2 separate regions of the Macaca mulatta genome follow, and region 2 is linked to region 1. A link is a contact called in public Hi-C data. All regions are on one chromosome and are shown on one strand. The core of a region is the stretch at or near the end of the contact, and the rest is flanking DNA. Distances in the headings are between cores, read along the strand shown. Region 1 holds the start of SLC25A14 (solute carrier family 25 member 14). Region 2 holds the start of ENOX2 (ecto-NOX disulfide-thiol exchanger 2).

Region 1 (6,565 bases), core at 4,041-6,540:
TTTGAGACAATTTTCAAAATAACGTGAGCTTCTTATTTTTTATCTGGCTTTCACCAAAAATAACCATCACCATAAGCTAGCATCTATACCATATAATGCAGATTTGTCCTTTCTCGCATTCTTACCAAACTCAGCCACGATAGAGGCAAGGCCGCCATATACAAAGGGTTTCCAATTCAGACCAGACATCTCATGACTTACAGTGGTACTTTTCTGGTGCTAAAAATAAACACAAATCAGAACAAGGCACAAGAGTGAGGAGCATTTGTTAGCATCCGATCATATAATTTAGATAAACAAAATTGGCAAATAAAACAGAGGTAGAGGAAAAACCCCACCAAGTGGAATGACACAAAATAGGGGATCCTGTTTTATGTGCTGGATGATCATGAGTTTGTTCTTTACTGACATTTTGTAGGGGTAGGCGTGTGATTCACTCAGAGATCAACCTGTGCCCTTCATTCTCTTCAGTTTCTTTAATGTTATATTTGTCCCCTCCCAGAGAAGAGGCTTCAGTCCATCCAGCACACCCAACTTTGACATTCAACTAGATAATTACAAATGAAGGAACCCGGAATTCAAATTATGTAGGCTGAGGCATCTCATAAAAGCAGTTTATGGTATTCAGTTAGCTTGATTCAGGTACAAAGCACAGGCTTACACTACTACCCTCTCATATTCTTAGCCCTCCTATCTCTCCACTATAGGGTTTCTAGCTATATATAACTTTGTCCCCCCAACCAGGCCCAGGCTGAGCTAAGAACCTTTACACCTTCCTTCTAGCCCCCAAAGGAAAGATAGCAATATGCTGTCTCTCTTCCCTCTGACATTTAACGTACACCCATCTAGTGGATCTCGTTTGCCTTCCTCTTGGCCTTTTAAAACACACACATACAAATACTGTTCTTCTTTTATGTTCTAGTTATTTAATGATGTATTCTGCTCCCAGCCTCCCTTTTCTCCTTCCCTATCCCACCCCCGTTAGACCTGTCATCGTCAGTCTTTTCAGCTTTACTCTCTTTTTATGCCACTTTCAGCTTGTTCTCTCTTGGATTTTATTTTTTTCCACAGCTCTGGCCTCTAGGTTTTGCAAATTTTAGCATGTATTAGAATCATCCAGAAGGCCTATTAAAACATAGATTGTTGGGCCTCTCCCCCAGAGTTTCTGATTGGTGGTGTGGCCCTGAGAATTTGCAAGATCCCAAATAACGCTGATGCTTCCACACTTAAGAACTGCTCTAGGCATTGCCTACTAAATCCTGGTTCACCTGAAAGTAGTATCTGTTCTTAGCATGGACTCTCAGATTTCTTTCAAATATTCCTTTTTCAGAGCTTCATAGTATGTATACTTCTGAATTTCAAAAGCAACTTCCAAGTGGTTTATGGTCAGGAATGCAGACTCCTGAAGTCAGACTGTTAAAATTTAAATGCTAACTCCAGATTCATTTCCTGACTCCACCACTTACTAGTTCTGTGACCTTGGGCAAGTTATTTAATCTCTCTATGTCTCCACTTTCTGAACTGTAAAATGGAACTAACAATAAAAACTATATCATAGGGTTGTTGTGAAAATTAAATATCAAAAACACCTTGAAAAGTGCCTGGCACGCAGTTCGATAATTGTTAGTTAACTATCATTATTACATTTTTAAAAATTTAAGTACCCAAATTTACATCTTAACAGATATTACTTGCTACCCACCCCTCCCTCCCATTGCCCAATCTGGGGTTAGCAGCTATGAGTCACAGTATCCCTTTAAACGTTTTGCTTTGCTTCCACATAAGGAATTCTCTGTAACTAAGCAAAATACAATTTTCCAGAGAAGATAGCAAACATGCTGATTAAATGTTCTAGTTACAGGCCACAAAAATCATTATGGAGTCTTTCTTTCAAGCATAGTACATATAGAGTCTGGGATAGATAACCCTTTTGGGGGAAAGTTGTTGAAAAGAATTCTAATGAGCAAAGCAGGAATAGCCACTTCAAATATCAATTGCAGCTGGAAATAAGAGTCTTGAAGACTAAATACTACCTTATCACCATTTCTAGCTATGCCCGCATTTTCCGATTAGAATTGATAGTAAAATATGACACATATAGTGAGAGTAGAGATGGAAAAGCAAGACCATGGCATATCCCCTCTTTGAGTTTGTGAGGAAAAAATTAACTCTCCATTCACAAATTTAGAGATTGCCCCAAATAGTCTTAAAGGTTTCAGACAGCTACTTTTACATAAAGTTGTCTCTCCAAAGCTTTCTCTTTACAACTTTTTTCAATTCTTTGTATTACAGAGAAAGCCTCTATCGGAACTTTACAACCTGCTACCAGCCCCTTAATAAAGAAAATGTGCTCAGCGTTCAGGGAGCGATGATGAATCAGTGAAAGGCAGGGAGCAGGGAGGACATGGCAGGAAGATGAAAGACCAGTTGCTGAATCTTTCGACAGCCCAGTGGTTCCCTAATGAAGTTCCCACAATTCTAAGGTGAAATGAAAAAAATAAGGGCATTTAGTGCTTTTTTTTTTTCAGCTAAATGTATTTAATTTAGGGACTGTCTATTATTAACAGATCACATTCTTCTCATGCCTGGAGCATAGGCTAACTAGCCTGTATTTGTGTACGCTCCCCACACTTTCATTTACATTTTACTGGCCCATGAAATCCAAAAATCTGGGGACCACAGGCAAAACCCACCATTGCCACAATCACTACTTCCCTACCCCCATCTGATAGTAAAATCTCTTTCACTCCAATGTTAGGAAAAAATCTTATGAAGAAATCCTGGATCATCTTTGATTAGATCTGTTTTTAGACACTCCCTCCTCATATTGAGCCAAAAGTCTGTCTTCCTCTAATTCGTACCCAGTCTTTGGACAAATGCATTCTTTTTTCCCTAGGCAAGCCCTTCAAATATTTAAAGACAGCTATGATGTTCTCTTACATCTTATGTTTCTCAAGCTAAATATCCATGATCTTTCTCTTCATTCGACACATTATACTTCAATTACTAGAGCTTAAACTTGCACTCACTTTTTTGGGAGCCACATCACACTATCAAATCATTAAACTGTCAGCTGAAACCTCCAAGTCTTTTACATAAAGTTGTCTACATGCATGCATGTTGTGTCACACCTATTCTACAGGTGTGCAATATTTTTTGAACCTTCTTTTATCCCTTCTATATCTTAATCTCAGGCATAAAAATAATGACTAGGATGAGGGTCAACTTCAAGATGTCCAATGTTATTTCCTCTCTTAACTAAGTAAGATCCCCGAGGGAAGATACTATATCTCACAGTACTTTTTTTAACCCCCATTATAGCTTGCATAGAATTGAGTACACATCCATTCAATACTTAGTTGGTTTTGCAGTGTGACGTCCTTTACCTATGTATGCAGCCTGTATATAAAACATTGCAGGGGAAACCAGGAAGGTAACTTGCTGGACCTGACCAATGCTACACACCCTGTGTATGACACTATCTTGATCCCCAGATATTCTCTGCCTATGAACCCTGTTCCCTTGCTTTTGTTGCAAGGAATTACTTAAGTAAAATACCCCCAAGCCCTCTAAAAATTATTTTAACTTGTAGGGGCTAACCCCAGATATGGGTAAAAGTAGTCATATCTAAGGTAAAATAAAAATATAGTACCCTAAATATTTTTACTGTATAAAGAAACCAATGAAAATTGTCTTCAAAATGCCAACATTTATTCTGAAGATCTGACTTCGGAGAATTTGATAGACTAATGAGTGAAAGTAAGAATGTCCTACAATACAAGTTACATTGCCCTATACTACTCCCAAGATCTGGTCGGGAAACTCTGGGTGCCTTTCCTGCTTTCTCCTTTAAGAAAGACTAGAAATTAGAGATTCTCAGATCCAGAAGGTAACAATGGAGAGCCAAGCAGATATTTATCGAAGGCGTGCTAAATGCCCAAACCTGCAATGCACTTTGGGTATAATCATGTTTGAAAAACACAGATATTCGTTCTAGAACCAAAACAATATTTACCATTCAACCTATCTTTCCTGAATAACCAATGAGATGGGACAGGGGAAAAAGTACAAAATACAGTACTTGCCTTTCAAGAGCTTATAATCTGGTGAAAGAAATCAAAGTAGTTCGCTAGAGAAAAATTAAGTGCTAAACTGTGTGGTACAAACTTTAAGAGCAAGAGGAGCATAGAAAAGACTACAACCAGCATGGGCTTGACTAATTTGAAAATTGCGGAGGTGAGAGAACCTAAACTGAACCTTGAGAGATGGTAGGTACAACCTGGTTAGGTGCAGGTAAGGGAGAGAGGCAGGGAAGAGACAGAATGAACAGAAACACAAATGTGAGAACAAGCACAGCATGTAGAAGCAGGCATCAGTATGGTTTGTGCTAAGAAGAAAGGAACCTAACTGGAACAGAGAATTCCCTTGTTGACTGAAACAGTATCAGACAAGAAGTGTGATAAGGAGCATGTTATGTTGAAAGGCTTGAAACCAAGGGGTGGGGGTGGGGGGCGTAAGAGGGGGCTGCATGTTTTGCTTGTGTGTGTGCGTTTAACAGAGAAGTGACTTGAGGAAATCCACATTTTAGCCTATTAGGGCTGCAGCAAACACAGTGGATTACATTACAAACGGGAGAGGCAGGGAGACTAGCTTAGGATGGTGCAAAGTACAGCAGACAAAGATGCTTGTTGGCACTGAGGTTAGAGATAGACTTCCCCAATGAAGACACAAAGAACTCGATGATGTAGGGAATGAAGACGAGGGAAGAGTTCATGATAACATTAAGCATCTCTAGCCTGGGGGGGGGGGAAACAACAACAACAAGGAATCACTGACAGGAAACTATAAATGTCCCTGCTGTTATCTTGTCTGAGAAACTAATTCATGTTGATAACAGCTGTCATGCCAATCAAGTAACTGAACTGCATTTTAATAGATGCCTTCAATGCCTTGACCTCAGGAGTGACAGGGGGTAGAAACCGAAGGGGAGCATCTTTCAACAGCATCCCTCACACTAATACAATGGAGGTGTTTGCTTACTCCGCTTACAATCACCGCCGCCGTTGCAAACTTCACCCTTAGAAAAATTAGGATTATTCCGGGAAAGATACCCATTCACCCTCTGGGTAGCAGGATCTTGCCAGTTCCTCAGCTGTCAGAGCGAGCTCGTGGAGAGAAGGGAGGCGCCTGAAGGAGGCAGCCTCCCAGGGGGGTCGAGGAAGCAGGGTTCAATCGAAGAAGTAAAACCACCGATGCCAGAAGAGTGAAAGACAGGGAAGGGACTCAGCTGAGGGGAGAGAGAGACCAGAGGACCGTTAAGCCCTTCCCAGGTCGGGAACCAGGCCAGCCCGGCCCCACGCGGCCTGGCGCGGCCCAGCCCCGCTCCCCAGCCTGGAAGTCCAGGAGCTCCCCCTCACCTGCTCGGGCTCATCGGACGACTGGGAAGCTGAGGCTCCCACAGTCGGAAACGCCACTGCAGCGCCAACCCGGAAGCATTGAAATCAACGGAAGTAACCAAGGCGTTGCTTCGGCAACGGCGGCGCAACCATTTCAACTCCGCCCCTTCCCAACCTGAAAACAAAGGCGCGAAATAAAAGGCGGAAGCGGCAGGGGTCTAAAGGCGAGGGTCAGAACCATTGTGGGCGCAGAGGCCTAGAGGGGCAACTGGGCTTGCGGGAGGTGGAGGCAGGGCACCTAAGGCGTGAGAATTTGGCAGCTTCCCCAGTTAACGTGCTCGCCGGAGAGGAAAGAGGTGTCGCCTCGTCACCGCCAAACCCACCCACCTAGCGCGTGGAAGGACTAGAAAAGGAAGGGGCCTCTCCCCGGTATCAGGGCTTGCGGAGTTGGGCAAGGGGAGTGGTGGGCGTGGTGCCCTGCGAGCGCAGTAGGAAAAAGGCGGCAACGTGAAGCTGCTGGGGCAAAGGCTTCAAAACAAAAGTAGGAAAATGAGACATATGGGTGAGCCGAATTTAGTGAGGTGCCTGGGCTCAATAAGAAAATAAAGGTCAAGGCCAGGCGCGGTGGCTCACGCCTGTAATCCCAACACTTTGAGGGTCCGGGCGCATCACTTGATGCCAGGAGTTTGAGACCAGCCTCACCAACATGATGAAATCCCGTCTCTACTAAAAATGCAAAAAAATTAGCTGGGTGTGGTGGCACGCACCTGTGGTCCCAGCTACTCGGGAGGCTGAGGCAGGAGAATCACTTGAACCCCGGAGGTGGAGGTTGCAGTGAGCTGAGATCATGCCACTGCACTCTAGCCTGGGTGACAGAGCAAGACTCCATCAAAGAAAGGAGAGAAAGAGAGAGAGAGAAAGGAAGGGGGAGAGAGAGAGAGAAAGGGAGGGAGAGGAAGGAGGGAGGGAGAGGAAGGGAGGGAGAATGAACGCGAAAGCACCTACTGGACGTCAGACATTAACGAGTGAAAAGTTACGGTCAGGCCCCTTACTTGAAGCTCTTGCTTTAATCAGAAACTTCACTTAAGAAAGAGCAAGTTGGATACCAAAAAGGGGACCATAAAAAGCTAAACGGATAAGGCAGAAAAACACCAACAGGGGAAATCCCA
Region 2 (7,215 bases), core at 942-3,441, 580 kb before region 1:
GAACATAGTAGATGCTCTGCAAATACTTTGAAATCAGTGATCAAATCAAAGTAAAGAGTCATGAAAAAAAGATAAAAAGAAAGGAGACAAAGTTGAGAAAAGAAATTCTGCATTTGATTCACATAATGTTTTTCTGGTGTCCATAATACTGAAAATGCCTTGTTTCTCTCCTTTTTATGGCTGAAATGAGGTGATTTTTCTTTTTCTCTTTTCTTTCTTTCTTTAAAAAAAATTTTTTTTGAGACAAGGTCTTGCTCTGTCACCCACTACACTCAAGTGTAGTGGTATGATATTGGCTCACTGCAGTCCTAACTTCCCGGGCTCAAGGGATCCTCCTGCTTCAGCTTCCTGAGTAGCTGGGACTACAGGCATGTGCCACCATGCCTGGCTAATTTTCTTGATTTTTTGTGGAGACAAGGTCTCATTATGTTGCCCAAGCTGATCTCGAACTCCTGGGCTCAAGCAATCCTCCCAACTTGGTGTCCCAAAGTGCTAGGGTTACAGGCATGAGCCCCACGCCCAGCCTATTTTTCTTTTTTTAAAAAAGCAAATTATTTTCCTGAGGGAATTTAAAAGTATAAAAAGTATTAAAACATAATACAGCAATTCAATTACCATCTTCCAGGACGATTCCCCAAATATCCTAGCATATGTGTTCCCAGTATGTTCTATGTGTATACGCTTTAAAAAATAAACACTATATAAGCTCAAAAATTCCTCTGATGGTTCTCTCCCACTTTCAAGTTAAATTATGGACTAATTGATATGACCCCTTGTTGCTGCCTGATCTAGTCTCTGCAATATGGAACTTTTGTTATTGTTCTCTGCACTCTTTCATGCCTTTGTGCCTTTGCACATGCTTTGTATAGAATATGGTTGACCTCCCTGCCCCAAATCTGACAAATATTTTACTGGTTCTTCAACCAGTTCTCCAGAAGTAGAATGAGTTCTTCCTCCTCTATGTTCCTATAGAACTCTATGTAGACCTCTTTACAGCATTTTTCACATTGTATACTCATCTATTCCTCCCCCCAGATTCTCCTCCACTATAACTCCCCTCACCTGGATTGTGAGCTACTCAAGGGCAGGGACTATTTTTCCAATTCTGTGGCAACAGTGCCTAGCGCAGAGCTTTGTACAAAGCAGTATGCTGAATAAATGTTTGAATTTATTAAATCATCTTCCTCCTTCACTTATCTTTTTAAAATATTGAGCAATTACCTTAGCAAAATGCAATTCCTCTGTCTTTCCCTTCATTTTACTTGTGAGTCCAAAAGTTGTCCTCATCAAGAAGTTGTAGTGATTCAACTGTAACAATCCATAAAGCTATAAGGATTCATCTCTAACAGAGACAAAAAGAGGTCAAAAGTTAGGAGTGAAATTAGCCCTAATAAACAACCATTTTCCTCAACCTTTAAGTCACTTGAAAGTGCTTGGCATTGCCCACCTATGTCCAGCTCTTGTTACATAGTTTTACTCAAAAGATAAAGTTTCTTAAAGACACATATAGTTACTCGTTTGTACTTAAGTTGTATTGTCTATCTGTTCTAAACTGTTATTTATAGCAGTTTATGTGGCCACTGTTTTTCATGGCAACAACATAGTTTCATTGTGGATTAAATAGGCTTCTTCTGGGCTGCTGTAGATCACATTTCTATGCCTATTTATGACACTGTTCCTAGGGGGAGCTATAATTCCCAATTAGAAAAACTATATACATTCTTCTGTACCTTTCAAGTGATTTTGATGCAGGTGGTTCACAAAGAACACACTTTAACAGTTTTAAAGGACTACAACTCTCAATTAAAATTCTAAGCTTATCAAAGAATAAACATCATCTTTTGAAAAACACTTAAAACTCAATAACAATTTCAAATGACGATTGAAAGTGCTTCCCGCAAAATGCTAAGAGCTTAACCGACATGAAAATAAATCTAGCGCCTTCCTCTGTCCCCACAAGCACAAAGCCATTACCCCAAGAGAGATTCTCTAAGACAGTGCATTCTAAACTACAATACCCAGAATGCCCTTCCCCGTCTGAACGCTGGGGACAATCGGAAGGGGAGGGGAAGCATTGTGTGTTTAGAGAAGTAAGTGTCCCGCGACTCCATCTCCCATAATTCTCGGTCTTCACTTGCGTCTCTCCGCCAATGTCTATACGGGATACTCTCAGGAAGAACAGCCTTCAGCGACCTCAAACTACATTTCCCATGAAGCCATGGGCTCGGGCCTCCGGCTTCCCCGGTGACCAGTAGCCAATGGGAGACGCCGCAGTGGGCACCTTGTGGGTGAGAGTCCAGCCTTGGGTCGGAGTGCCGGGTCTAGGCCTGGAGGCGCGAGGCGGGCATTTCGGACGAGAGTGGCGCGGCGTGGGGCGCAGCGAGGGCACTACGCGCCCAGGAGCTGCCGCGCCAACCTGATTTTCCGCAGCTGTTTAAGGACTAGCGCTTCGGTAGCCGGGGAGCTGGAGGTCAGAGAGGCAGAAAGCCCCAGTGGCCGTGGCTGGGGACTGTGGGACTGAGGGGGCCTAGGGAGGAGGGTGCTTCCGGGGCCGCGGTCCTCAGCGCCTAACTCCGCCCAGCTCCGCCTCTGCAGGGGAGGGGGTGTAGGGACTGGGAGTCCGGGGTGGGCTTTTCAGCTCTAGGCGCCAGTTCTCATGAGCCCGGGAGCGCGCTCTCTTTGCTCTTTTTTTTTTTTTTTTTTTCTTCCAACTCGCCCGCCCCTTTTCTTTTCCCACAACGCCGCCCGCCTGCCCCTGGCGCTGTGCCTCCTCAGAGGTCCGAAGTTGGGGTTCGAGTCCAGGGTTTTGCCTAGGCGGTGACTGGACTTTAATTCTTACCGCAGGAGTTGGGTGATCTCTTTCCTCTTTTCCCTCAATTTGTATTTCAGGTTTGGGCACATAACCCTCCCTGCGCTACACTTCCCATTTCCTCTGGGGCATGGGAATTCCTGGCCATGCCCAGGGCGTGACTTTTTTTCAAACTTTCTCTTTTTGCCTCCTTAATTGCTCGCCATCTCTTTACTGGCCCCTCAGCCACCTGCCACTTCCCCCACCAGGTCTTTGGAGTGGGAAGGGTTTCCCCTCAATTTCTAGAAGGGATGGGAAGCAAAAGAGGGAAGGAATCTCGCTTTTGAGAAATGTGTGTTTAAGGTTCAGTACAGGGTTCGGATGAGAGTAAAAGGCAAGTTAGACTGGTTATAAAAACCCAGCGCTTTAGGGGTTTCTAGCAAAGACGGACAGCACTAATGTTGACAAACATTTAGGGGGCACACCTTTATTCTACAGAATAAAGTAGACCCTGTGAAACAGACCGTATTAATCATTGTATTATTACAAACGCGTGCAAAAAATGCTAAGGGGGTCAGTGGAAGAGCATACTGATGGGGGTGGTGAGTTCATCTATGGAAGTTCAAGCCTAACCCGGGAAGTGCTGAAGCCCTCATCCTGCTTTCAGGCTTTGTGAAGGAGGTGAATTTTAATTTGGGCTCCAGCGGAGTACAGGGGATTTGAAGTTGTCAAAGAGGAGGGAGAAAATGCTTCCTGCTACTGAGATTGGACTTTGAGAAGGGTAAACAGAAGAGGGAGCACTGTGAGACAGGTGGGCTTGCCTGATTGGAATAAAAGAGATCAGCACAAATATACTGGGAAATAAATAGGGTGAAGAAGATTGGGGTCATAATAACATGACACTTTGAAACATACACATAGTTTGGATATTATTCTGTATCAAATAAAATTGAAGGCAAAAATTAAGATTGGATGATTTTTCTTTTCATCCTAGGGAACCTGATTTGAGATCAATTCTTGGAGAACACAAAGAAGTGTGATGGTATGTTCCAGGTGTGAGTTTAAATCCAAGAAGAAGCTTGTCTTGCAGATGTTTTGTTTGTAGCTATTCTTAGCTACAGTCTGTAGCTGTCAACTTTAAAGCCTAGAGACATCAATTTATTTTCTTAAGAAATGCATTTGCTGTCCCCGTGCATCACATTATCTGAATTGTAGTCATCTCATTGGGTGACAATAATGACTGCTATTTATTGAACACACATAATGTCCTAGTCATCATCATAAATACTTTGTTGCATTATCTTAAGAGAGTTATGAAGTAGATACTATTATTCCTGTTTTTTTTTCTAGAAGAAAACAGTAAAATGCACAGAAGTTAAACAATCTACTTAAGTCACATAGATTATAAGTTGAGGTTTGAGTATACAGATTTCTGACTCCAAAGCCCATACTCTGTTCAACATGGTTTGCTGCTCCCAATGTTCATTCTTGTTTTTGACTTTCCAGTTGTGGTAAGGAGAGATAGGTATAGTTGATCATCCTGATCAAAACCCAAATGATTCACTTCAGATTTCTATGTCAGAATGTATTTGCTGTAAAGTAGCTGCCAAAACCAAATTAACTGTCATTGCAACTGTAGCTAATTGTGTCTGCCAAAACCATAGTTAGTATGGCTGTTTCTGAATTAGATGATTCTCTTTATGACACATATCATACCTCTAAGCTATTTGAACCTTGATAGTACTTTGGATTTATCTTATTTTAGCATTTTAACAAGTTACCTGGGACACTAGATCTCTTTCATGACCTCTGCCCACGTGAAGTATTGGAGAAACAATGAAGTACAAGGTGTGAACTCTTCCTGGGATCTAGTTGGGGAGTTAGATGTCCACAGTTCTGAGATACTGTAGTGTGTAGTATAACAGAGACAGGTACAAAGTGCTATGGAGGGATAAAGGAAGGTGTGACTTACTGTAAGGGAGACTCAGGGAGAAGGCTTCCTTGCAGAGGTGACATGACAGATAGGTCTTAAAGGATAGTGAGTTTGCCCCAGGCAGGGAAGGAGTGGAGGGGAGGCATTCCAGGTAGAGGAGTCAGTCTGTGAAAGATGTGTGGCTGTGTAAGAGTAGGGCATGTTCATTCAATGTGGAAGAATTCAGCATGGCTGGAGTGCAGATTGTTGAGGAAAAGGGAAGTGTAATGGGTAGGAGAAGAGTCTGGAAAGAGGTTGGGGCTGAGTTGTGAAGAATCTTGATTGCAATCCTAAGTTGGAATGCGCCCCCATAGGTCAGTGGTTATTAAAACGTAGGGCATCTGCCAGTGGTAGTTACATTGTGCTCCCACAAACATTTTAATTTTACTAGTTACATATTCAAATATGTCTTAAAAAACATAAAACTGAACTAAGCCGTCACATCTAAGATTACTTTAGATTTTACTTCATAAAAATAGAAAGTGAACCAGTTTTCAGTTCATTTAAAGACAAATGTTAAGTAATAATAGAACACATTGTGTGTGAATATGGTAAAAATCACTAAGTAATACTCAAATGACTGAAATTTGAGAAGTGCTGCTTGTAGGCCATAAGAAACCATTAACATGTTTCAGAAGAGCACCATGATCAGATTTTTACTTTAAGGACAATGACAGTGGGAAGGATACAGTGGAGGTGGACATGATGAGGCTGCTACTCTGTTCCACAGAGAGACAATAAAGACCCAAGAGTGTTAGGTGAGAGGAGGGAACAGATTCGAGAAACATTTAGGAGGTAAAATTATTAGGACTTGGTGGATGTTAATATTATTATGTCAGTGTTACCAGAATTGTTTTAAAAGTCTGCATGCCTCCCTTGCCTTTTGTCCTTTATATTCTGTGGGGAGCGATAATATTGCCAAAACATGCTATGTTTCTGTGTTCATTAAGATGACAGTGGAAGCTATAGTTACCACTCGAATGGATTTGGATTACACACAAACATCCTTCCCACCTTACTCGGTGTCTTTGACAGCAGTAGCACAAATATTCAAGGCACTGATTAGGAATATGACTATGATCTGTGACCCTTAGACATGCAAGAAATTCCTCAGCCTTTAAGACTCAGCTCGTATGTCAATACCTCTGTGAAGCCTTCCCAACAGCCCTCGCCCGACATACATGAATGCACGCACAAAGCAATGTTAGGCCTCTGGTTTCCACAGGACCCTGCACTTACCTCTGTCCTAGCCTGTACCACACTGTAGGGTGTCGGTCTGTGGATGTTTCTGTCTTCCCCACTACTAGACTGTAAGCTCCTTGAGGGCAGGGACGAGGTTTCATTAATCTCCATACCCATAGCATCCAGAACAGCACTTGACACATGGTAGTTACCTAATAAATGATTATTGGGTGAAAAGAATTGGTAAACAGATTTGCATGAATATAACTGGGGACCTTGGTAGCACAAAGTGCCAAATGCTGTGAAAAGACTAGCTGTTTGCTACATTTGCTACTTTTGCTGAAGAAAGCAGTAAATTAAAGTGCCCATAATTTCACTAAAGACCTACTTTTCCCCTCTTTTCTTCACTGTCCCCTGGTTATCTTACCTTTTTCTTTCTTATCATTTACCTATCCAGACACCTATTCCTTAGCCCTGCCTATTACTTTGCTGCTCTTGACAGAGTTCACCTTCCTTCTGCCCTGATACTTTGCCAGGAAACATCCCTTCTACCCACCCAAGTCCAGTGCACTCCGTCCTTGACATCACTCTCAAGTTCATCTCCTACTCATAGACTCTGCTACTGGGACTATAAATTGATATAGCTTTTCTGGAGAGCAGTTCATCAATATGTATCAGAAACCTTAATGGAATACAGCTTTTAACCTACCACTTCAACTTCTAGGGCTCTGTGCTGAGGAAACAATCATGATGTTTCGAAAAATTTAATACTCAGTACATCTATCCCAGAGTTGTTTATACTAATAGCAAAAACAACAAAAAAAGAAAAAAAGAACATCTTAAATGTACAGTACTAGCGGTTTGAATGAAATCAATTGTGCATTTATAGAATGGATTACTAAGTAGTCTTGTAAGTTGATTTTACCAAACAATATTTAATGATCTGGAAAATTGTTTATGATATATTAAGAGAAAATCACATCATAAAACTTTCAGTACAGAGTGGCAGATCCCGGTTTAAAAACGTATACATAACAGACACACACACACACACACACATACATCTGTGTAGGCATACATAGGAAAAATCCTGTAATGGTAAACACACAAAAAATATTAATAGGGGTTTGCTACAAATAGTAAGTTTGCATATGACTTCTACTTTTAACCTTTTGCATATTTTTATTTTCTAATCTACAGTATATTTGTTAATTTTTAAAAAGTTATGTTGGCCAGGCACAGTGGCTTACACCTTTAATCCCAGCACTTTGGG

What was found. A called contact is a pair of places that touch in the nucleus more often than the background predicts.
Region 2: a contact with region 1 is called in a Hi-C map of fetal cortex germinal zone, with 3 times the contacts expected there. The contact joins the promoter of ENOX2 here to the promoter of SLC25A14 in region 1. A contact is called at or near these places in 2 of 14 Hi-C or Micro-C datasets (fetal cortex germinal zone and liver).

What each region holds. Positions count from the first base shown.
Region 1 is chrX:136,800,417-136,806,981 of T2T-MMU8v2.0, reverse strand. SLC25A14 (solute carrier family 25 member 14) reads right to left here and starts at 5,290. Exons shown (of 10, transcript NM_001257616.3): 1 at 5,041-5,290; 2 at 126-219. The coding sequence starts at 5,115.
Region 2 is chrX:137,375,390-137,382,604 of T2T-MMU8v2.0, reverse strand. It overlaps ENOX2 (ecto-NOX disulfide-thiol exchanger 2), which reads left to right and starts at 2,191. Exons shown (of 15, transcript XM_015128190.3): 1 at 2,191-2,470; 2 at 3,783-3,830.